Linked DNA regions of Mus musculus: regions 1, 2, 3, 4 and 5 are each linked to region 6. The links are chromatin contacts, called in public Hi-C, HiChIP or PLAC-seq and promoter capture Hi-C maps. All regions are on one chromosome and are shown on one strand. The core of a region is the stretch at or near the end of the contact, and the rest is flanking DNA. Distances in the headings are between cores, read along the strand shown.

Region 1 (3,909 bases), core at 1,211-3,710, 710 kb after region 6:
CTAGTGATAAAGCTTTAACCAAGTGGACTTAAGTGTTTAACCACTTATTTAATAAATCTTGTCATTTAGGTAGCTAGAAGTCTGTTCCAATATTCTAAGTGTTTTGATCCACAAAACCAGAGCAGACAAACCAGGGGCATAAGGTGTTAGGAATTTTCTTCTTGATACAACTCTGCTTTTTTTCCTCACATCTTGATATGACAGCTGCTACAGGGAAGGGATGGGCTTGGTTGTTAATCTCTCTTGCCATGAACCATTTGCTTCTTCTGTTAGTGGATTCAGACCTTGGACATCACAATTTCCTGATTGGCAATCAGAGAATCACAGAACAACCTCCCCAACAAGTACTTGGAAATGATGAACATTAACAAAGGTTAATCCATTTCAAAAGCTTTCAATGAGAACCATGAATGTAAAATTATATCATTATGTAACAGATAGAGGCTTTATTGATGTGATTAAAAAAAATAAACCCATGACCAAAAGCAACTTGGGGCAGAAAGAGTTTATTTCATCTTCCAACTTGTAATTCAGGGAAGTCAGGGCAATAGGCTGAAGGCAGGGCATGATGTGGAGGCAATTGAAGAGGCCTGCTGAATTACTTGCTCCTGGTAGCTGGTTTAACCTGCCTTCATATATCATTGAGGACTACCAGCACAGGGGAGGCATAACTCCTAGTAAACTGGTATTTCACATATCAATTATTAATCAAGAATGTGCTTGTCCACAAGCCAATCTGACGAGGGCATTTTCTCAGTCCAGGATTCCTCTTGTCAGATGAATATAGTTTGTATCAGTTGATATAAAACTAGCCAGTACATATGTCATAATGAAAAATGTGCTTTTTCTTTATAAACCATGGAGATCCTTAAAACTCTGGAGCACAGACAACTTGAGATCTCAACAGAAAGCAGAGAATTGCTTATCACAGTTCCTTTGCATATTTCTATGTACAACCCATGCCATATCCGGGAAACATGATCTAGAGCTTGCTGTGCAAACTTCCTGATCTTAAGAGAGGGTTATTTTGAAACACATAAACACCTGAGAACTATGTACCTGCTAATCATTATATTAAATATAAATCTCTTTTGAATGGAGCCCACAATCTATTATTACTGAGATTAGTTGTCTAATAGCTTACACAAATGACATAGATAATTGAAAACTTGGCAATCAAAAACCAGAAGAGTGTCAATTATATTTTTTCTAAATTATTTTACTGATGAGGGATGATCATGGAAGCAGAAGTTGATATAATTATTTATGTCCTTGTTTTCTTTAACATGTATTTAGGACTGATAAAGATGATAAAGTCTGTAACTTTATAATTAATTCTACATCTTTTCTTTATATTAGATTTGATGATTCTATTATCCTGCTTACTGTAGAACTCTGACATATATACCCAGCATAGAGAGCATAGCCATAGGAATATATCCATGTTCTTACAATGGTGTGGTATATTGAAACATCCAACACAGCAGAAGATACAATCTTCTACTTACTGTATCTTTTGATACTATTTCTCGGAACAAAGCAATTGCCTGTTTTTTAATATGTGTTATAATACATAAAAATACAGTGTCTAATTTTATACATATCTGTGTGTATTGGATACTTTAGTTGGCAAAACTAATTTTCAAGAAAACACACTTAACTTCGTCTGTTAAAATGTGATAATTGCTGGGAGCTGCGACAGGTGCATCCATTCAGTTCAAGTTTCACTTACATCACAGTGATTACACTATTGGCTCGTATTGGCGCCCTGTACTAAGTTCTAAAGTAACACTATCTGAGCTATTCACTGCCAAGACTGATAAGTGTTCTTCCACTTTGCCACAGACCCTTTTTCGTCCCTGTCTGCGTAGAACGGGTCTCTGGTTGCAGGTGGACAAGGAGACAGTGAATGACAGACAGAATCAACATGAGAGATTGTGTAGAATCTGAGTGTATTGTCACAAAGTGAACACCAGTCTTATATAATACAGAAAACAAAGGGGTAGGAAGTCACAGCAGGCAAAGTACATTGAAGTTACCTGACACAAAACAAAGGAATGACTTCAAAAGGACTTACAGGAACCAGGTAATATTTACAGTAAAGATAAAACAGCCCTGCCTAGGGTCAGCTAATGACAGGTAAGGATTTCTCACCCTAGTCACAATTTGTGCTACTCCTTTGAGCCTTGTGAAAGCTAGTACCAGGGGGTTCTGTTCTAGCAGACCTTCTCATGAATAATGCAATATCACAACCCCCCTATTTCCTAGGCCCTGGTAAATTCTTGCATATGAAGGTAACTTGGCTGTTCTTTTAAGTATCTGTGACAAATCTCCATTTGTCAGAAGAATTCACCAACTTGCTTCTAACATGCAATCTAGCCTGCTATACCTGGCTGTAGAGAAGATCCCTGTCTCAATGGGATTCCCTCTTTCATGGTAAACCCACCTATTAGCTAGGCCATTGTATATTCCCTTATTTGGGAATAAATGGCTACTGTCCTAAGTAATCACTCTGCAGACCAGCCCTGAGCTATTCTAGCTCCGTTCTTTGTAATGCGTAATTAGTTTCACTGTCTCTTCTAGAAGTAAATTTGAATGTTAATGAACAGATAACCTTCTTACTGAATTCCAAGTTTGTTGGCTTCAAGGATTTTCTAGGATGTTGGAACACTGACGAAGGCTTAGCTATGTCAGAATTCAATCTTTAAAGGCACTTATAATAAAATAATACTAAAAGAGAGCACATGGATCCATACAGCAGACTAACTTGAGGATAGGGTATGAGTATATGGTTATGAGAATGCCTGGCTCCAGGAGGTTGAGTTTCTTTGAAACTCCCTGCCTTGTGAGTGCTTTCAGGCCTCTCGGCCTGCCAAGCAGACTTCACTGGAGTGTGCATAGCACCACTTAACTTGTCACCGCTTCATTTCAAAGACCTGGTTTGAACTTGTAAGGTTAAAATGTTTTAAGTAAAAGTAAAAGAGTAATTAAGATGAAACAATAATCCAATAGACACTTAACTGGAATCATTTGTTCAAGCCAGGTACATGTTTGAGCAGAAAATGAGACAAAACCCTGGACATTAATGGAATTAACACTGAAATGTGTCTCATTCTTGCTGAGTGAAGTATTTATTCACAGTTGACTGAAGAAAAACTGAGGAATAACTCAATTAAAAGGCTTATTTATATAATGAGAGCAATAATAAACAATTGTAAAACATACATGATAAAATTGAAATGATAGTCTCCTAAATCTTAAATCTTAGCATCAAAAATCAATCTTAAAATCAAAGCATAACTGTATTGCTCTAATTAAGGGATTTATCTCAAGTGCTGTTCATTTCTCCTTTTATTTTAAAGAGGAAGAAAAATAAGATCTAAAGTTAAAAGAAAATCAACAGCTTTCTTAAGACTGATAAGTCAGTTTTCTCAAAGCAGGAGAAAACATTGATCTGTAATTCACAGTTTACAGCTGCACCTAAATTAACATTTTCTTTGGGGGGGTTATTAGATATTTTCTTCATTTACATTTCAAATGTTATCCCAAAAGTCCCCTATATCCTTCCCCCACCCTGCTCCCCTACCCACCCACTCCCACTTCTTGGCCCTGGCTTTCCCCTGTACTGGGGCATATAAAGTTTGCTAGACCCAGGGGTCTCTCTTTCCAATGATGGCCGACTAGGCCATCTTCTGCTACATATGCAGCTAGAGACACGAGCTCTGGGGGTACTGGTTAGTTCATATTGTTGCTCCACCTATAGGGTTGCAGACCCCTTCAGCTCTTGGGTAATTTCTCTAGCTCCTCCATTGGGGGCCCTGTGGTTCATCCAATAGATGACTGTGAGCATCCACTTCTGTATTTGCCAGGCACTGGCAGAGCCTCACAGGAGACAGCTATATCAGGGTC
Region 2 (3,884 bases), core at 1,169-3,668, 810 kb after region 6:
GAAAGTCCCCAAGAAGGCAGAGGGATCTGCAACCCTTTAGGTGGAACAACAACATGAACTAACCAGTACCCCTCGGAGCTCATGTCTCTAGCTGCATATGTATCAGAAGTTGGCCTAGTCAGCCATCAGTGAAAAAAAGGCCCATTGGTTGTGCAAACTTTATATGCTTCAGTACAGGGGAATGCCAGGGCCAAGAAGTGGGAGTGTGTGGATGGGGAGGGTGTGGGGGACTTTTGGGATAGCAGTGGAAATGTAAATGAAATAAATTCCTAATTTTAAAAAAAAGAATCACACATGGAAATTGATTTCATAAACAGGAAATTAATTGTATGGACATTTTAATCCCTGAAAGAAACATACTACCTATATGGATGCGAGCCTGTTTTGTGTGCTCACGTGCACACACATGTGTGCGTGTGGGTGTGCATATGTTTGTGTGTGTGTGTGTGTGTGTGTGTGTGTGTGTGATCAGTTAATGTATCATTATGAAATAATCAACTCAACATTTTACAGAGAAACATGAGTGGCAATGTTTCTTCTAAGAAAGGGGCTGGCTATCACTTTTCAGTCAGAACTGTTTACTGATTTCATATGAAATATCTAGCATAAATCTAGTCAGAACTACTCATTGGAAAGCTCCTGAGGTTCACAACATAGTTTCAAATGGAAAAATTAAGGCTTATGGGTGTCCTGAACCTTTAGTAAGAATTTGGAATGCTCTGAATCAAAGAATTCACCTAAGAGTATAAGGGGGATGATACCAAAGGCAGAAGGAGGGAAAGACTGCATAAAATAAGGTCTAAGTCCTACCTAAAATTATTAAATGTAAATCGCTGCAAATGCTGAAGAGGCCACAGAGACATGGTCATTGGCAGTGGCCCTATACCTCAGTTTGTAAGAGTTCCATCTTCCTGAATAGATTGTAGGATGTGAGTACGTTTAAAGATGAATTAATTGAAATTAAATAGTATTTTTCCTAAAACTGTGACATTGCTTTCTTAAGAGGCACCGCATTGATAGGAAAAAAATAAAGAGCTTAATTCCATGAAAACTAGACAAAAGTATTATTAAAGACAGAGAAAAGAGAAACCTGTGTGCTGTCATCAGAAACATCACAAACACAAAACTGCAAAAACACGAAAAGCTGCAAAAACACGATGTAATTTAATTTGAAAATTCGGTTTGAGTTAGTCAACTGTAGTAGAATTAGACAAATAGTTCATGGTATCATAAGCCATCTAGGAGAGACAAATACTAACAAGTAATTTTCCTGGAGATGGTCTATCATTTTGCATCATTGTAATGGATAAACTCTGAATTGCAAGGCTTTCAGAAAACCTACCTCAGGATTGATTCTTGCTGTTAATAAGTCTTTTCTGTTCTTATTAAGTTAATAATTGCTATATTATTAGGTCTAATAATGCTTGGGCATTAACCCAATCTACAAGGCAGAATTTCTGCAGATCAACGAAGATGTACTCTGTGTAACAATGCTATGTAGACAAATTATGATGATTTCAAAATTCCTATTAATGATTCTATAGAGTTACTAAATTTATACAAGTAATTTTAAGACCTTTATAGAAAAGCTACAATTAGGGCTCTGTAAACCTTCCTGTGTCCTGGGCTTACTGCACTAGGATAGAAACCATGCTTAGAGTAATTTGATGATCAGGGAAAACATTCCTTCTAGGCTAGCCATGAAACTATTATCTGATAACTAAAGGTCATAAACTTGGAATAGACAATTTATTATAGGTACAAGGCCAGAAAATAAAATTGTTGACTGAATTTTTCTATACAAAACTTCAAAACTAATGAGACCCAAGGCAGATGATATGCCTCTTGACAAAACCTTGCTAACTTATGACATAAGAATTATTGTTTGAAACTTTTAATGAACCTGTGAAGCTAGTGACAGTTAAGGTTTAATTACATAGTCTCTATGGAAATATATGTAAACATTTCTACTGTGACTACTTATTCAATTTATAATTTAAATTTTTGTTTTGAATTTATCATGAAACTTTTAAAAACTAGATGCTTGCAAAACCATGTGACCATGTATCCTGAGAAAATATAAAAGTTAAGAATAAGAAGAACAGACAGGGACAGGTTCTTCTTAGCACAAGTCTTCTTTTATTTAGGGATAGAAAGCAGTTTTCCTTTTTTTCCCCTCAGAAATAAGGATTCATCCTCTTTTAAAAGTGAGTGCCTGTTTCTGCAAGTTGACTTTCTGAAGCTGTCTTTATCAGACAAAAATTTAGGGAACTCCTTGCCTCACTCCTGCCTGGGCCAGGACCTGAAAGAGGAAAAGAATAAAAACTTCTTTACTTAATCCTCTCAGACCCCTGCTATTAAGCTGCAGGTGTTAATCCCAAGGGGAGGGGCAGCCACAGAATAAGCAACAGTGTGTTAAGTCTCCAGAAGCCATCAGCTTCTACCTTCCAGTATAGTTAGAGAGTTAAAAGACTGGAGATCATCAGTATTTGGCCTTTGTCTAAAGCTTTGTCCCAATTCACACCTGTGTTTTCCCTAATCCAGAGCAGGCCTCCAGCATCACTGTAATGTAGTAAATAAATATTGAGACCTAGAAACAGAAGTAAAGATGGTATTAGTAGGAGATGATGGGGAAGCAAGCCTTACTGAATTCATGATTTCTATACAGAAAATGTCAGGTGCCATGCACTCCAGTTGAGTAGCTTGACTTGACAGGCTCTGAAGCCTAAAAGCCACTCACGAGGCAGAGAGTTTCAAGGAAGCTCACCTCCTGGAGTTTTGGCGTTCTCATTTACCCAAATACTCATACTCTATTCCCACGTTAGTCTGGTGTATGGATCTACGAGCTTTCTTTTAATATTTTATTACAAACGCCTTTTAAGATTAAATTCTGTTATAATTAAGCCTCCCCATTGTTCCAAGGTCCCAGAAGCCTGCAAGCTTGAAATCTGAGCTTGAAATCCAGCAGGAATGCAGAAAGGAAGTTACCTATTCAGTTACTAATTAAGCATTACAAAGACAGTAGCTCAGAGCTGGTCTGCAAAATTTTTACCAAGGACAGTAGCAATTCTCACCCAAACAAGGGAATAATAGAGCTAGGGAATCCCACTGAGACAGGGATCTTCTCTACAGCTAGGTATAGCAAGCTTCACTTTAGAAGCAAGTTGGTATATTCTTCTGTAGACCCAGGAAATAGGGTGTTGGGGAATTGCAGTATTCATGATAAGGTCTGCTAGTGCAGAACCCCTGGTGGTAGGTTTTACAATAGACTAGTTTACACCTGGCTCCCTTCATTTGCAGCAACAGCCTGGTCCCCACCTTCTTTTGATGTATACATTCCTTTTGTATTGCGTCACTGTAACTTGGTGGATTATATTTTGCCTGGTTTCTTGTTATTTCTTTGGTATAAAAAGTTTGATGCTCGACCTGAAACATTACATTCAGATTCTACACAACCTCTCTTGTGTGCATCTGTCTGTCATTTCATCCAATGCTTTGCCCACCTGCCCCAGAGACCCGTTCCATGCAGACAAAGGGATCTAGAGGGTCTGCAGCAGACAGGGATGAGATGGACCAAGAAAAAAATTTTTTTACAGGCTTGTAATTTAGGTAAAATTTATTCTTAAGAAAATTGGTATAAATCTTTTGAAACTCTGCCAATACTGAACAGATATTATGAAAGTCAAATAATAGAAAATTAACAATTATAATTAGGATAAATTAGAAGATAAAGAAAATGATGGAAAACAGTCTTTAGACATATGAGTAGAAATGAATAACCCAGTGGGTAATAACCTTTGGGTAAAGGCATAAACATACCAGGTTGGTGTTAGGCCATATAAAAGAGGGAGAGTAGGAGGGATGGAGAGAGAGAGAGAAGAAAA
Region 3 (3,777 bases), core at 21-2,520, 830 kb after region 6:
AGCTTTCAGGAAATAGGATACATAATTTAGGAAAGAAAGGATGTTAATTCAACTCAGGTTTTCAAAATATCTTCATTAGTATATGCAGACAAAAACGGTCCACAAATATGCAGACAAAAGCAGTCCACAAACACATGATAGCAATAGCCAGATATAGGCAGTGGAAGACAAGTTAGGGGAAATACTATAATTTAGACACATAAATCAGTTGTGCCCAGATTTTGAGATGGCAATGAATCTACTAGATTTTTAAATTTTATGTATGGTGTAGTAGGTCTGGGGTGAAGCACAAGGTTCTAAGTGCCTTTTATGTGAAGGGAATCTACTGGCTCACAGGCCATGTACACTGTGGTATACATTCTCCAATTCAGCCACCCACTGGAATTCCTTAGAGGTTAAAACACACACACACACACACATACACACACATTATGCCCGGGGTCTGCACACAAAATTATAATTATGTTGGCTTGAGTTTCATCCCAGCATTGAGCTTTCAGTCAAAATGGTAATTTGAAAGGCTGAAAGCTTTTTTGAAGACTTCTGTGAGATCAGAGGGAGATGTTTGATGTGATGTCTAGAAAACTCAGTGACAAGAATTATTTAAAGTACCAGAGAAATTATTAATTTTATAATTGGAGAAATAGAACATGGTAGTGCTTAAGTACATTATCACAAGTTAATTCTTGTTAAAAAAAAATACAGAGTAGATATACATTAAAAATACAATTCAGTTCCACATAAGATAACTAGAATGAACATTTTTATTTATTTAAACCAGGGTGATTCATTTTCATATTTGGATAAATGATAGAATTATGATAATTTAGGAGGAAAAGTAAATTTATCAAACCTTGATCATAATATTAACTTTATAATTCATATTAAAATTGAATTTATCAGCAGGTAACCATAACTACAAGATCCCTAATATTTCAAAGATATGTTAAAATATTAAATAATTCTTTCCTCCCAGTGCACCTATAAAGTTAAGAAAAATAAAATTATAGGAAATGTTGATGTAAGAGCTATTATTTTTGTTATATGCATATAGCAGCATTAGGCCATATTTATTGGATTTCTGAAAATGAACACAAAGAAATTAGCATGATCATTTCCTCTTATTTCCTTTCCTTTCAATTTTTATTAACTATATTTTCTTGTATTTTATACTGTTGAGATTTGTAACCTCCCCCCCCACAGCCTGAAACCTGGCTGAACAGGTTTCACTGTTAGCACAAGAGAACATCCAGGGTGGAGCCTGCCACCCTATTGTTCTGCCACTCCCACTGCAACTGCCTGTCACCTAGCTGTTCCGAAGCTATCACACGGTCACCTGAAACTGGACTCCAAGGATGATTTGGCAGAAATGGGCCCCTTCCCTTTCTTCATAAACCAGTGTCTGGGAATAGTAAAACTGAACCTTGAGTAGACTAGTTGTCTTGGCTCCATTCTCTCTCGAGTCGCCTAGCTCCCTCTTCTCTTCCAGATTCCAGGCTGCCTCCCAGGCTGGAACCCAGACATGTGAGCAGCTGGACAGCCGCAACAGAGATTTATTATGTGATAGTTTATTCTATAACTATAATAAGCATAATTTAGGGTAGCCTTTGTACAAAAGGAAATTCAATACATTCAGACAATATATTACAATGGTTCTTTCTCTTTTACTCTAAAGATTTATAAACAATATATGTGTATGAGCATTTTGCCCACATGTATACACGCATACTGTATGTGTGCCTGGTGACCACAGGGCCTAAAAGTAAGCACCGGATGCCCTGAAACTGGAATCACAGATGGTTGTCAGGTGGATTCTGGAAACTGATCCCAGGTCTTCTATAAAACCAGCAAGCATGCTTAACTGCTGAGTGATCATATTTATAAATTCTCATTTGTTTATTTATGTTTATTCAAATTTAGGGGCTTTGTAAGTTCTATTCCTCAATTTCTTGTTTGCCTTTAATTCTTTGCTACTACTTTGCTTGAAGGACAGCTTGGGACTTGAAAGTGACTGGGTTTTCATTGCTCTCTCACATCTTTGTAACATAATGATTTTATGTAACATTTTTGAATAACGCTAAGACATTTATACTTATTATCTCCTTCAATACTCATACAAACTATTGTAGTAGGTTAGGTAACTGACTCCACAAATACCCATATCCTAATCACTGGAACTTATAAATATTATCTTATATAGTAGAAGTCAGGTGTGGTTAAAACAAGAATCTTCAGGTGAGTAGATTATCCTGGATGATTCAAGTGGAGGCTGTGTTTAGTGGTGAATTCCTTGATAATAGAGAGCAGAGGGAGATTTGACTGCATAAGAGGGGGGAAAAAAGCCCTATGATAGTAACAGACAGTCAGTCAAAGGAAAAACGTGCTAGTTCTGACTTTGAAGACACTGGGGACGTGAGCTCAGGGAAGCAGCAGAAGTTGGAAAGAGTGCGATGTTGTAACATGCTGTTCCAGGAAGCCACACTGTGCGAGACCTTGATTTCTGCTTTATCAAAAGCAGACATTTAGGACATCCCACATCCAGACTATTAAAGAATAAAAGTGTTATGCTTTGAACTACTAAACTATGACCATTTGTTACCAAAAATATAGAAAAATAACCTATGAATTAAATATCATCTCTATTCTGAATGTAGAGATGACAAGTCGCAGTCAGACAGAAAGCAGTTAACTTGCATCATGAGTTTTATCTTGTAGGAGTTGGGATGACAACACTGGCAAGCTGACTCTATCTAGCACATTTGTGACTGATAAAAATGTGGCTGTCAGAGAGACTTCCTGCTGTTTTATTTTTTCAGAGTCAGATTAAAGGCATGCTGAGTTTTTCTGGTTAACTGCAACTTCTGATTTTAAGCTGGATACTTAGCACCCAATGACCATGGCTTAAATTAAAAATATTGAGGGCATTGTTCAAGCATAATATCTCCTTATTCAGCAAGCCATTAACATCTGACTTCTGACATGAGTAAGTGCTGTACTCAGACCAAACTGAGATTTTGATATTGCCTTCTGCACAACAGATCACATTTCCTCAATAAAATAATTAAAAGCCAATTAACTTGAGTTCTGTCTGCATCAAGATCAGAAGTGTAAGCTGGGTGTGGTGGCGCACGCCTTTAATCCTGCACTCAGGTGTCAGAGGCAGGTGGATTTCTGAGTTCTAGGCCAGCCTGGTCTACAAAATGAGTTCCAGGACAGCCAGGGCTATACAAAGAAACCCTGTCTCGAAAAACCAAAAACAAACAAACAAACAAACAAACAAAAAGATCAGAAGTGCAGTTCTACAGAAATCTTTCTGTGCACTGAAAGTGAGTATAAAAATAATTATTTCTAATGCTAGAAGGCTAATCATCTGTCCTCACTAAAAGGATTTCAGAGAGTTTATGAGAAAAGTGCTTTCATGATTGACAAAAAAGGTTTTAACAGGAGCCATACATATTCAATAAAATTCAAAAAATATTTTAAAAAATTAACCCATTTGCATGACATTTGAATGGTGAGTATATAATTTATGGATGTTTTTAGATCAATAAGGACTAAGTATACAGGAAACTTGCAAGAAGAAACAGGAACAAAACTAGAACTGGCTGATTGGTGGAAGTTAAAGAAACTTTTATATTTTCCAATAACAAAAACATTGCAATAAAGTGTATAGTATCCCTGTGTTCTCTTGTAGAAATCGTTATAATGTGAATCACTAAAAGATGTCTAAATTCTATATGGAATTTTGTTTTGCTATGTATTAAATTACTGTCAAGC
Region 4 (3,807 bases), core at 889-3,388, 690 kb after region 6:
CATTAACAGTGTCAGAGACTGGTGCTTGCCCATGGGCTGGGTCTCAAGTTGGACTGATTATTGGTTGGCCATTTCCTTAGTCTCAACTCTGTCCTGAATCCTTGCATTTCTTGGGTGCTAACCCAAAAGCTGTTGCCTGTGTACGGAATATGCTCTACTAGCTGGGCTGCCTTGTCTGACCTCAGTGAGAAAGGAAGCGTCTAGCCTCACAGAGACTTGAAGTGACAAGGGGAGGAGGAATACCCAGGAGGCCCCACCCGCTCGGAAGAGAAAGGGAGGGAGGAAGAATTGTAAGGGGGTAAGCAGGAGGCCAGTGAGAGGGATGAAAAGTGAATAAATAAAAATATTTTTTAATTTATAACTATTTTTAAAAATACAATAGCACTCATTTATCCCTAAAGAGAGGAGGGGGTGGGGACATGGGTGGGAAGTAGGTGCCGAGGGGCCCTAGTGAGACTTTAACTCCTGCTTCTTTCAATGGCAAGGAATAGTGTAATGGAATGTGCAAGATCCTCTGGAGACTGCTCATTTCCTGATTACTCTAATAATGACTGATCTCCATGTTTCTAGGCATACGTGTTATCATATACAAAATAAGTACAGTGTTCTTGCTACATATGGAACTGAACAATTAATGATTACACTTCTGGAGAAAAATTTAACACTTATGATTTTTGTCTTAATATTCTCTCTAAAGATTACTTGATTGTATTGTCCATGAATATCAGCTTGCTTTCCATGACATATGTTTTGAAATACTGTTTACATAACTTCCTTTTGTTTTTGAATTGTTGCAAAATGGAGCTGGACTTGACTATAGTTATTTGTAATTCTAGCACAGAGAGTTCAAAGTTCAAAGTCACTAGTTGAAAGTCAACCTGGACAGTATACTGATGTGGAAGCCATCCTGGGCTATGAAGTGAAATTGAAGCCAACCTAGGCTACAGAGTAAGAATCTGTCCCCAAATTTAAATAACTAGATCATTAGAAATAAATAGATGCTAAAAGAACATAGCATGCATTTGTTAATTTTGAGCATGCCTGTTTTGAATATATGAAAATAGATTAATAGGACTTAAGATGAAATTTTACTCCACAAAAAGAAATTATAGATTTATAAATATTATCCCCTAATTTGCAAGAGTTTAGGCAGAATATAGCATATGAAGATAAACTAAGGTTAAATCCTGGTTTCACACTCTGTGATTTGGTGACTTGAGGAAATGATTATTAAATATTTGGTACATGGTATGTCTGGTTCCAAATTCATAAAATGAGGATTATGTCTTAATGATGAAAATAATTAATGAATATAAAATATTTACTAAAGCCCAGGGTTTATGGCAAGTGAATTACGAGTTTCAATTGTTAGCACGAGACCTTGAGGCATGATGAGAAACAGGAAATCCTGGAAGGCCACTGTTATCCAAAACCAAACGGTCGGCCCTGAAAACATATGCAAGTAACATTGCACAAACGGGACTTCCACACCTAGGGAGATCTGATCTCTATATCTGCAGCCCCGCTTTCCATACATAGAAGACTCGTTTAATCTAAACCCCAAATGTGTAACAGTCCACTTGGGGAGAAAACTGCTGGATTTCTCTTTCTAAGTCAGCTCAGAGGACAAAACCTGTCTGGCTGACATGGAGTGCTCGGGGACAAGTTCCTGAGCGTGCCACAGGCAGTGCACAGGAGAGGCACCAAATGGCTTGCAAAGGGATTCACTAGGGTTTGTTGCTGTCTGTATGTTTCTCTTTCCTTTCCCAGAAGCCCAGGACAGAGGAGCAGATGTTATTTAGACATTCTGATGTAGAGGAATCAACTACTTGGTTTGCTATGCCGCAGGAACAGATGCAAAGAATGGGCTGACTGTGTAAAGATATAGAGTGTTCTGTTGGATAAGCTGTCCTGGCTGTTAAATGTCTAGACAAAGATTTGAAAACATACACATATGAATAACACTATATACATTAGCCAGGTTGCATCAATGCATTCCTAAATATAGAAAATGGTATAATTATAATCTCAAAAAATAAAAAATAAAAAGGATTCTAAAGCACACTGGTCATACTGTAAGCTGACGTTGGCTTTGTAACAAAGTTCTTCCATGTTCTTGTTCCTCTCCCCTGACCTAACCCCACCCATATTGAAGGGAACTGGAAATGAGGAAGTGTCCATTTCCTGCTCAACCTCTCTCTGTCTAGAAAATTGTTTTGATTTTGCAGTTTACGATTCTAAAACAAAACAAAACAAAACAAAACAACAAAACAAAACAAATGTTACCTCTCCAGTTACCTCTTCGGATCTCTGATACTACACCCATACCTTTTCTATTGCTCTCCTATCCTCAGGCCTTGTATGTGGTCCTCTTTTACTTTCCAGGTTTCTGCAGTTACTCTTGAATTTGTACTCACATCATCTCAAGATTTGGAGCTCGGGGCTTCTGATGAGAAAAAAATATCCAATGTTTGACTTTCTGGGTTGAGGTTACCTTATTCAAAATAATCTTGCCTAGGATCATCCTCTTACATTCCTGATCTCATTTTTCTTTACAGTTGAATAGCATTGCCTTGGGTATATGTAAGACATATTTATTATCCATCCATCTGTTGAAGGAAATTTAGGTTGTTTCCATGCCCTAGGAATTGTGAATAGAGAAGCAGTGAATATATCTGAAAGGGTATCTGTTGAGTAGGAGGTTGAGTCCTTTGGGCAGATAGATGCCAAAGAGTGGCACAACTAGGTCATATTATAGATTTAGTTTTAGCTTTTGAGATGTCTCCACCCTGAATTCCATAGTAGCTGTACCTGCTTGTAGTGAGTGTTCTTTTTGCCCCACACCCCTCCAGCATCTGTTGTTATTTATTTTATTTGTATTTGTCCTGTTGTCTAAGATAAGGGAAATCTCCAAGTTGTTTTAATTTGTTTTCATTTGCCTTTCCATTATTGCTAAAGACAATGAACTTTTTTTGGTGTGTGTAGGCATGGGGAGGTTCTTTATATGCTCTGGATATTAATACTAAGTCAGAATTGTAGGTGTCAAAGATTATCTCCCATGCTGTGGGATTCCTCTGCACTGGTGCAATTGTTTCTTTAGCTGAGCAGAAACTTTTTGATTTTATGAAGTCCCACTTGTCAATGGTTGGCCTTAATTTTTGAGCAAGTGGAGTCCTGTTTAGAAAGCCCTTTCCCACACCAATATCCTATAAGGTATTATTGCCTGTGTTTTCTTCTTGCAATTCAGAGACTCAATTTTACATTTTGATCTTTGATCCATTTGGAGTTAGTTTTCTTTGTGCAAAGCAATAGATGCTGGTCTCTTTTCATTCTTCTACAAGTACATATCCAGTTTTTGAAGAAGTGTTTAGTAAAGATGCTGTCTTTTTGCAGCTTATGTTTGTTGTATCTTTGTCAAATATTGTTGAAGAATTGGTTTCCTTGTGGTGTTTCCATTTGTAGCTCTGGTGATTCACACACACATTCACACACACACACACCCCAACCCACACACACACTTCTCCCATATCTCCCCGCCCACTTTCCCTGTTTGTACCCTTCCAGCACATTATTCCATTTCACATAATATTTTACTATCCCTTCTAGCCTTTTTATTTAAAGGCTAACATTTCCTTCTCAAAAGTTCCTTTGTAGTTTCTTTGGCTCTATGCACATTCATTCCCACATAAATACAAATATATAAAATTAGATGCTAGGAGTCACATATAAGTGATAACATGCTAGTCTTTCTGAACCTGAGGTGCCTTTCTTAATACCATAATTCAATTTACATCAATTTATCCATAA
Region 5 (3,685 bases), core at 681-3,180, 850 kb after region 6:
TTACTTTGTCTCTGGTATAACTAAGTTCAGAATAGTCTCTTCACATATTTAGACACCAAACATGTCTTTGGTATCTCTTTCCCCAAAGTGATACTCAAATGCTTCTGTAGCATCCAGGGATTAATTATGTTTATTTGAATAATCTTATGAATTTATATTAAGTAAAAACACATTAATTGGCATGTAATAGTAGCTCGAATTTTTGGCCTGCTCTCTCTGACTGGACATGTCTCTTTTAATACCCTGTTACCATGTTAATTGGCTTTTGTTGATGTAAAGGATAAAGATAATTTCTTTTAAAATAAAAAACAACTACATTGGACCATAAAGTGTCCCAGTTTTTATATTTTTTATGTTCTTTTGGCTAGATCACTTTAAATTTAGTATTTTTTCGGTAAGTCTTTTTAAAACACTTAATATAATTAACAAAATTGCATGAAACTTTCTTTTATCAAATCATGGTTGGCATGATCACTGAGAATATAATAAAAACTGCTTACACATTCTATTATACCCATGTGTTTCTACTTCAGCTATTTAAAAACTGTCTAACATGATATAACTGAGAAACAAAACCTATCAAATATGTTTTTTGTTTTTAATAAGCTTTATTATAAAATAACTTTCCAAAAAAGAAAGCGTCACACACCCAAATTAACTTGAACCAGTATCTCTACAACTGAATGAACCTCTATGTTGCCAGAATAAGGCACTCATCTGAAATCTGTGAAAGTTAACATCAAATTTTATATTTTCTGTATCTTTTATATTTTATGCACTTATCCATAACCAAAACCAGAAAAATCTAACAGACCAACAGAACTAGAAAAACAATTTGGATTATGTTCATGTTTGTAACTCCTAAATACTACTTGCATTCAATCCACTCTCATTAAATTAATTTAGCTTTTCCTATTCTATTTTCCTTATGTTGTACTATATATACAAATATGTAAATATATGTTTATATACACAATTGTCTAAATTATACATATGAAAAAGAATAGGTGATTCTCAAAAAATATTTTGAAATATATTTTATACTCAAAATTAGATTTATTTCTCTCTTTTAAAACATACTAGCAATTGGTGTAGAATCTAAAGAGAGATCAGACAAGTAAATTTCCAGAAATATGTCAATTATTCTCTCGTGGGAGTATCCATACATTTTTCTCCCCTGTCCTGTCATCTAGCAGAAGAGATAGTTATTTTAAATAACAACATTAACTCTAAGTTTTATTTAGAACTTCTGTTAGATACATAAGCTCATAACTTAGTTATTTACAAGAAATATTTAAAGCAAAGAAACTAAATCCCCTACAGAAATCAACTATGAATGTTGACTGATAACAAGCCAGAGAGGCTAATACTGAATATCCTTTTATAATATACGGACAGCTGCTTTTCATTCCTCTAACATTTCTAATAACAACAATGTTGCAAGAAAGGCCAAGAATGAAATATGGGAATCTAAAAGGCAAAATCCTCATCACACACATACACCAGAAAATGGCACACAAAAAAATCATGATAGTTAATTACTTCATGTTATCACAAAGTGAACTTTTGTAGGGATCCAAAGCCAGCTAAAGGCAAGATGTGGGCAAATAAGAAGGCAGAAGCTGTGCTCTTGCCTCACAAGAGATAGCGTTGTGAAAGTCTCTAGTGTTTTGGTATTAACCTTAGAATTCCTATAGCTACAAAACTGTTTCAAGACAAGCAGTACTTGATGAACTTTGAACTCTCTTCCATTTGTACTCTATTTGTGAAAATTTGAATGTGCTTGGCTGAGGGAGAGCCACACTATTGGGGGTGGGGGACTTGTTGGAGTAGGTATGACCTTGAAGGAAATGTGTCACTCTGGGAGTGGTCTCTGAGACCCTCCTCTTAGTTGCCTGGAAGCCAGTCTTTTCCTGTTTGCCGTTGGAACAAGACGAAGAACTCCCAGCTCCTCCAGTCGCTATGCCTGCCTGTATGTGGCTATGCCTCCGGCCTTGAGGTAATGGACTGAACCCCCAAACTATGATTAAGTGTTATTCTATATAAGAGTTGCCTAGGTCATGGTGTCTCTTCACAGCAATGGAAGTCTTAACTAAGACATTATTCTTTAGAGACATCTACACACTTGTTTGGTATAACAAACAATAAGACAAAGCAGGAAAGTCCAACATCTCATTAAACAATAGCACTGTAGCACAATACAACACTCTCTCTCTCTCTCTCTCTCTCTCTCTCTCTCTCTCTCTCACACACACACACACACACACACACACACACACACACACGCACACCATTGTCCTTGCTAGCTAGAATGGCTAATGATGGAGGCTCAGGCCTGGAGTGTGGAGGAGTCGAGGGTTTCAGATTGAGCTTGGTGGCCAGGCAGGTCGTGGCCCTCGGCGCGCCCTTTCCTGAGGCAGCAGTGGCTAGGCTGGGAGCAGGGAGTGGGAAGAGATGGCTGGAAAATGCCAGTCCATTTCCGAGGGGATAAGAAGGAGACAAACCATCATGATGGACTATGCGGAGAACAAGGGAAGCAGTTCCGAAGACGAGGACACTGACACCGAAGGCTCGTCGGTCTCGGATGATGGGGACAGCTCAGAAATGGATGAGGAAGATTTCAGTAGGAGAAGGATGCTATGTTTAGATGAGATGGCCAACCCTGAGAAGCAGTTTACAGATCTCAAAGATCAACTTTATAAAGAGCAGTTGGTTGAGTCAGGTGGATGCAAAACTCCAAGAAGTCATAGCTGGAAAAGCACCAGAGTATTTGGAACCACTGGCCACCTTACAAGAAAACATACAGATTTGCACAAAAGTAGCAGGAATCCACAGAGAACTCTGCTTAGACTTTGTGAGGAATAAGCACGAATGTGAAATCCAGGCTTCTCACCAGCATTGTGAGAACACTGGAATGATGGGCTTCAGTCAAGAAAACGGAGGAAGGATCCTTTCAGCCCCGACAAAAAGAAAACAGTCATTGTCTCGGGTCTGTATATAGTTGTATATACTGCAGCATTTCAGTATTCTTGAGGACTGGACAACAATTAGGAAGGCAGTGGCTACACTGAGTCCACACCGAGTTAAAACAGAAAGACCTGTGAAACTGGACAAACATCTGCACAGTGCTAGATCTGAAGAGGGAAGACTATTATGATGGCGAATGTTATATATATGTGGGCAAACAATATGTATTGATAAAAAAGATGAGTGTCCCACAAGTGCTGTAGTTACAACAATTGACCATTATGAAGTTTGGATTAAGATGCCTGATGGAAGCAAACCTAAACTTTACATTTCACAGCTATAGAAAGGAAAATACTCAAACATTCCTAATTACGATGTAAGTGTTACCCACATCTACCTTATTAGATTACCATGTGCAATGGGCCATGGGAGCCCAGAAAATGTATCCAGCAGCTTAATATTTTCATCTAGTCATGAGAGAATGTGTCTTCTTGGTAGTACTCAAAGTGGAGCCCGTATTATTAAGTTATTAAGAGAAATGGTGATAAACTCTAATCATGACCATCACATTTATTTGCCTCATAGGCCCCATGCCAACAGGTCTGTTTGGTATGTATTTCTTTCTCAATGTTTCATTCTGTGTCTCACAGATGTTTCTGATCACCCTTAGTGGTTGTGTGTACTGTCCCAATCCAGTGGCAGTCCACACACAGACAGA
Region 6 (3,764 bases), core at 1,260-3,759:
CATGTCACAAGGCTGAGCAGCAAGCATCCTTACTTGCTGAGCCATTTCACAAGCCCCTTGCTTTATTCATTTCAAGAAAAGGTCAAAGACCTAAATATGAATATAATCAGTTTGTCAGCGGTTAAAAAAAAAAAACAAAAAACAGTTGTGTTCCACAAGATAGTGGAACTTTATAATAGCCTTAAAGAACTGGGTTTATTGGGTCTGGAGAGATGGCACTGACTGCTCTTCCGGAGGCCCTGAGTTCAATTCCCAGCAACCACTTGGTAGCATACAGCCATTTGTAAAGGGATCTGATGCTCTTTTCTGGTGTGTCTGAAGACAGCTACAGTGTACTCACAGAGAGAGAGAGAGAGAGAGAGAGAGAGAAAATAATTGATTTGATTCTTATGTATGTGCAGCCACTTGCAGAGGCCAGAACGTGGGGTTGGAAACTCCCAGAGCTGTAATTACACAGAGGCTGTGAGCTGCCAGATGCTGGTGTTGGGAACTGAACTTTGGTCCTCTGGAAGAGCAGGAGCCAGTGCACTTAACTTCTGGACTCTCTGTCCAGCCCTCATGGTGGAATCTTCACTCGCTTTTGAGAGGCATCACACTTCCGTAGCAGTAAAAGCACTTGGTATCATAGAAATATGAATGCCATCGTTTAGAAATGCCCTTGACGAAGCAGTGATACTTGGCTTATTAAAGTGAGTCTGGAAATTGGGACTCTTGCTAGGTGACATAGCTAGGTCTCATCTCAGGAGAAACTTGTGTTCCAGAGTTTCACTGTAACGGCGTGACAGAGGACTCTATCACTACCATTAGAGTTTGCATCATTACCTCAAATCCACGTAGCTGCTCTATCACTGTGGCGTTTTAACAGCCAGCACCAATGTTTACTTTTGTGAAAAATGGCAATATGTACGAGTTCTGGGTACGGAAGGGCCTTTGACACTTGGTATCTGTGGGTGTCAGAAGAGGGCAGCAGTTCCCCTGTAACTGGAGTCACAGATGTTTTGAGTCTCTCTGTTGAGTGTTGGACCTGAACCCAGGTCCTCTACAAGAGCAGTAAGCCATCGCTGGGGCCAGCATCAGTGATTTTAATGCCAGCGTTGGGTAAGAGTGTCCCTTCAGGGACTATTTGACATTTTGGAGAGAAAGAAGTTAGTAGTCCTTTTGGTAATGTATGTGTGTGTGGGGGGGGTGGGGATGGGGATGGGGGTGGGAGGTGGGGAGGGGAGTATTACTAATGGTATCTCAGAATCCTACCATGTTTCTGTTTGGTTTCAGACCCAGGAACAAACAACTTAGGTGTATATTTTACATACCAAAGCAGACCTGGCCTCCTGGTTCTCCCAGCATCCCTCAGTCCCTAGTATAACTGGCCCCCAATCCTGAATTTTCAGCACAGGGCCTGGACTCCCTTCCCCCAGAGGATCTTTGCTATATAATCCATTTTGTTTTCTCCCTCCCCATCTCCCCTGCCCCCTTGTCTTAGCCTGAGGGCTCTCTTTCTCTTCCTCTTCTCTCCCTTTTCTGGCCTCCTTCCTTGGGGCCAGTGAACTCACCTGCCCGAGAGCAGCTTCTTAATAAACCTGCAGTTGTATATATTTTAATCTGGCTTGAATTGGCTCATTTTACCAGTGGAGAAATAACTTATCAGTTTACCTCAACAAATAACTAGCCAGTAAGACATGCGGTGGCGCGTTGAAAAAGCGTGGTCTCCATAAATCGATCTTGGCTTTGTGTAGCACAGCTATGTGGATAAACTTAAGGAGTTTTCAATTCCCTCAGTGTGCCCCATTGTTAACATCAGCCTGCTAATTTACTTGTAAGAAGTGACAGGTGCTACTTTCAGGCTCTGCTGTGGATTCTCACAGGAAGCTTGCAGTTCAGCCCAATCCTCCCTGATCGGCTCTTACTTAAGGTTTCTGTTGCTGGGATAAAACACCATGACCAAAGTCATCTCGGGGCGGAAAGGGGTTATATCAGCGTCTAGTTTCACATTATAGAAGGAAATCAAGGTAGAAACTCAAGCAGGGCAGTAATTGGTCCTTTTTAAGGCTTGTTCAGTTAGCTTCCCCTTGGGCCAGACCACCTGCCAAGGGTGTGGCACTGCCTGTAATGGGTTGGGTCCTCCCACATCAATCATTCATCAAGACAATGCCCGCATAGATTTCCCTACAGGCATTTTCTCAGTTAAGATTCCCTGTTTTATAGCTAAGTATATGTTTGTGTCAAGTTGACACAAACAAGCCAGCACCCTTTGCACTTATTTCAGCTCAGTCTCCGCCCCCCCCCCCCCCCCCCCCCTTCTGCATCTCACAGACCCTTCAGCGGCTAGGCCGGTCAGACTAGGCGGTAAGCCATTTATTTACCTGAGGACTGTGTGTATTGCAAAGCACAACCTCAAACACGGGAGTCCATTCCCGGCTGCAGTTAGAGGGCGCTTCGTCTGGTGTCTTTATTACAAATCCCATAGTCCCTAGGGCGCCGCAGTGACTTCTGGGATTAGTGGTCCTGCAGAAGGGCGCTGGCGGGTAAGAAAGTCTTCTTTTCTTCTGTCCGCCTTGCTGGACTTTAGAACGTCCCAGGATGATTTCATGCTTTTTTTTTAAAATAAAGAATCGGGAAGCACAGGCAGGCAAGGCAGATTAGAATCCCGGCAGAATAGTTTCCGTTTCCGGTGCCAAAGGGCACGTGGAATGTAAACACGGCACCACAGAGTGTTTTCAGGTAACTGGCTGCGGGTAGGCGGTAGACAGGGCTGAGGGTTGCTGCGTGCGGGAGGGAGGGCCGAGGGTGGCCCGGTGAGGTCCACAGAGCCCTGGGGCGTGCCTCCGACCTGGGCACGGGGCGCGGGGCGCGGTGGCAGGGTTCTGGGTGCCGGCCCGGCCGCCCGAGGAGCTGCTATGGCCGGAGCTCATTTTTATTGCAGCCGAGGCAGGGGCCAGTTTTGAATCCTGTGTTCTCCTCGGGTAGCATTTTAAGGGAATCCGTTTCTCTCGTTCTTCACCTGCGGATTCATCTCTCCTGTTCGGAGGGTGGTTGTTGTGATTCTCTACCTCCGGCCGGTGTTTTTCCATCTTGGGTGGCCGCATCCTCTCACGCAGTCAGTTCAGGAGGACGTTTTTAACTCTGTGGCAAGCACCCAGCTTATTTATGGCCCGGTAAAGGGTCAAGTCGAGCGGTTGCGGTGGAGAGCATCGTACATGTTTAGAATCTTAATGCCACTCATCGTTCTGTAGAGCACGTAGACTTTTAACTCCAGATGAGAGTTAGCACGAAACCTTTACAGTTGTGATTTACCCACTTGATCTGTTATCGGGTTGGAAAGAAGCTTGGTGCCTTATCCATCCAGGTACAGATCAAGCAAAGCTCCTTCTGTACGCGGTTTTTAGTGAGTACTAATTACAAGCACAGCCTAGAGGCACAAGAAGCTCATAGCGTAAGATGAAAACAGTTTAGTTGAGATGTAAGTGGCGTGTTATACAACTCCTCCTAATAGAGTCTATGACTCAGTAACCGTTATTGCTGTTCACAAAATCGTGCCATTATACCAATTGATGTTAGGACATTTTAATCACCGAGAAGGGGAGTCCCGAATCATTAATTGACTATTGTCTGTATTTTCTCCCCAGTAGCATTTCAGATCCCGGATCAGATCAGAGCATTACATTTTCCTTGGGGAAGATGTTCACACATGCCAGGAGTCTTCCCTCTTTTAAGCCTGGCCAGCTTCTATTCTCTAAAGCTCACTTTCATGCAGACACTAGTGTGCG

The links. Promoter capture Hi-C pulls out the DNA fragments that hold promoters and counts their contacts. A called contact is a pair of places that touch in the nucleus more often than the background predicts. HiChIP or PLAC-seq counts read pairs in DNA pulled down with a chosen protein or histone mark.
Region 1: an H3K27ac HiChIP or PLAC-seq map of embryonic stem cells shows a contact between it and region 6, with 4 times the contacts expected there. The contact joins the enhancer-like site here to the promoter of Ttc33 in region 6. A contact is called at or near these places in 1 of 39 promoter capture datasets (frontonasal cranial neural crest), 4 of 484 Hi-C or Micro-C datasets (the AML12 cell line, CD8 T cells, bone marrow-derived macrophages and 1 more), 9 of 115 datasets of contacts at active chromatin or transcription factors (the SCID.adh cell line, bone marrow-derived macrophages, embryonic stem cells and 3 more) and 2 of 9 other capture datasets (liver and macrophages).
Region 2: an H3K27ac HiChIP or PLAC-seq map of epiblast stem cells shows a contact between it and region 6. The contact joins the enhancer-like site here to the promoter of Ttc33 in region 6. A contact is called at or near these places in 3 of 39 promoter capture datasets (the 3T3-L1 cell line, embryonic stem cells and hippocampal neurons), 1 of 484 Hi-C or Micro-C datasets (bone marrow-derived macrophages), 4 of 115 datasets of contacts at active chromatin or transcription factors (embryonic stem cells, epiblast stem cells, large pre-B cells and 1 more) and 3 of 9 other capture datasets (adipose tissue, liver and macrophages).
Region 3: a contact with region 6 is called in a promoter capture Hi-C map of embryonic stem cells, with 3 times the contacts expected there. The contact joins the enhancer-like site here to the promoter of Ttc33 in region 6. A contact is called at or near these places in 5 of 39 promoter capture datasets (the 3T3-L1 cell line, the HPC-7 cell line, cranial neural crest and 2 more), 5 of 115 datasets of contacts at active chromatin or transcription factors (embryonic stem cells, epiblast stem cells, large pre-B cells and 1 more) and 2 of 9 other capture datasets (adipose tissue and liver).
Region 4: a contact with region 6 is called in a Hi-C map of bone marrow-derived macrophages, with 17 read pairs. The contact joins the enhancer-like site here to the promoter of Ttc33 in region 6. A contact is called at or near these places in 7 of 39 promoter capture datasets (the 3T3-L1 cell line, frontonasal cranial neural crest, hematopoietic stem and progenitor cells and 4 more), 1 of 484 Hi-C or Micro-C datasets (bone marrow-derived macrophages), 2 of 115 datasets of contacts at active chromatin or transcription factors (astrocytes and large pre-B cells) and 1 of 9 other capture datasets (macrophages).
Region 5: a contact with region 6 is called in an H3K27ac HiChIP or PLAC-seq map of embryonic stem cells, with 7 read pairs. The contact joins the enhancer-like site here to the promoter of Ttc33 in region 6. A contact is called at or near these places in 5 of 39 promoter capture datasets (cranial neural crest, hematopoietic stem and progenitor cells, liver and 2 more), 1 of 484 Hi-C or Micro-C datasets (bone marrow-derived macrophages), 12 of 115 datasets of contacts at active chromatin or transcription factors (acute myeloid leukemia, bone marrow-derived macrophages, cardiomyocytes and 4 more) and 3 of 9 other capture datasets (adipose tissue, embryonic stem cells and liver).

Annotation. Positions count from the first base shown.
Region 1 is chr15:5,893,436-5,897,344 of GRCm38.p6, forward strand. No RefSeq gene overlaps it. Among named protein-coding and RNA genes, the nearest start is that of Gm41259, 150 kb to the right of the region's middle. Within about 2 kb of position 2,461, at least 8 of the 459 cell types and tissues checked have an H3K27ac peak or open chromatin away from gene starts, as enhancers often do. A contact at or near this core is called in embryonic stem cells, where this site is marked.
Region 2 is chr15:5,989,148-5,993,031 of GRCm38.p6, forward strand. No RefSeq gene overlaps it. Among named protein-coding and RNA genes, the nearest start is that of Gm41259, 54 kb to the right of the region's middle. Within about 2 kb of position 2,419, at least 9 of the 459 cell types and tissues checked have an H3K27ac peak or open chromatin away from gene starts, as enhancers often do. A contact at or near this core is called in embryonic stem cells and epiblast stem cells, where this site is marked.
Region 3 is chr15:6,015,446-6,019,222 of GRCm38.p6, forward strand. No RefSeq gene overlaps it. Among named protein-coding and RNA genes, the nearest start is that of Gm41259, 27 kb to the right of the region's middle. Within about 2 kb of position 1,271, at least 7 of the 459 cell types and tissues checked have an H3K27ac peak or open chromatin away from gene starts, as enhancers often do. A contact at or near this core is called in embryonic stem cells, where this site is marked.
Region 4 is chr15:5,870,108-5,873,914 of GRCm38.p6, forward strand. No RefSeq gene overlaps it. Among named protein-coding and RNA genes, the nearest start is that of Gm41259, 170 kb to the right of the region's middle. Within about 2 kb of position 2,139, at least 13 of the 459 cell types and tissues checked have an H3K27ac peak or open chromatin away from gene starts, as enhancers often do. A contact at or near this core is called in bone marrow-derived macrophages, where this site is marked.
Region 5 is chr15:6,032,496-6,036,180 of GRCm38.p6, forward strand. All of the region lies in intron 2 of Gm41259 (predicted gene, 41259), which reads right to left. It also overlaps the pseudogene Gm8047. Among named protein-coding and RNA genes, the nearest start is that of Gm41259, 10 kb to the right of the region's middle. Within about 2 kb of position 1,931, at least 4 of the 459 cell types and tissues checked have an H3K27ac peak or open chromatin away from gene starts, as enhancers often do. A contact at or near this core is called in embryonic stem cells, where this site is marked.
Region 6 is chr15:5,183,051-5,186,814 of GRCm38.p6, forward strand. It overlaps Ttc33 (tetratricopeptide repeat domain 33), which reads left to right and starts at 2,510. Exons shown (of 5, transcript NM_026213.3): 1 at 2,510-2,718.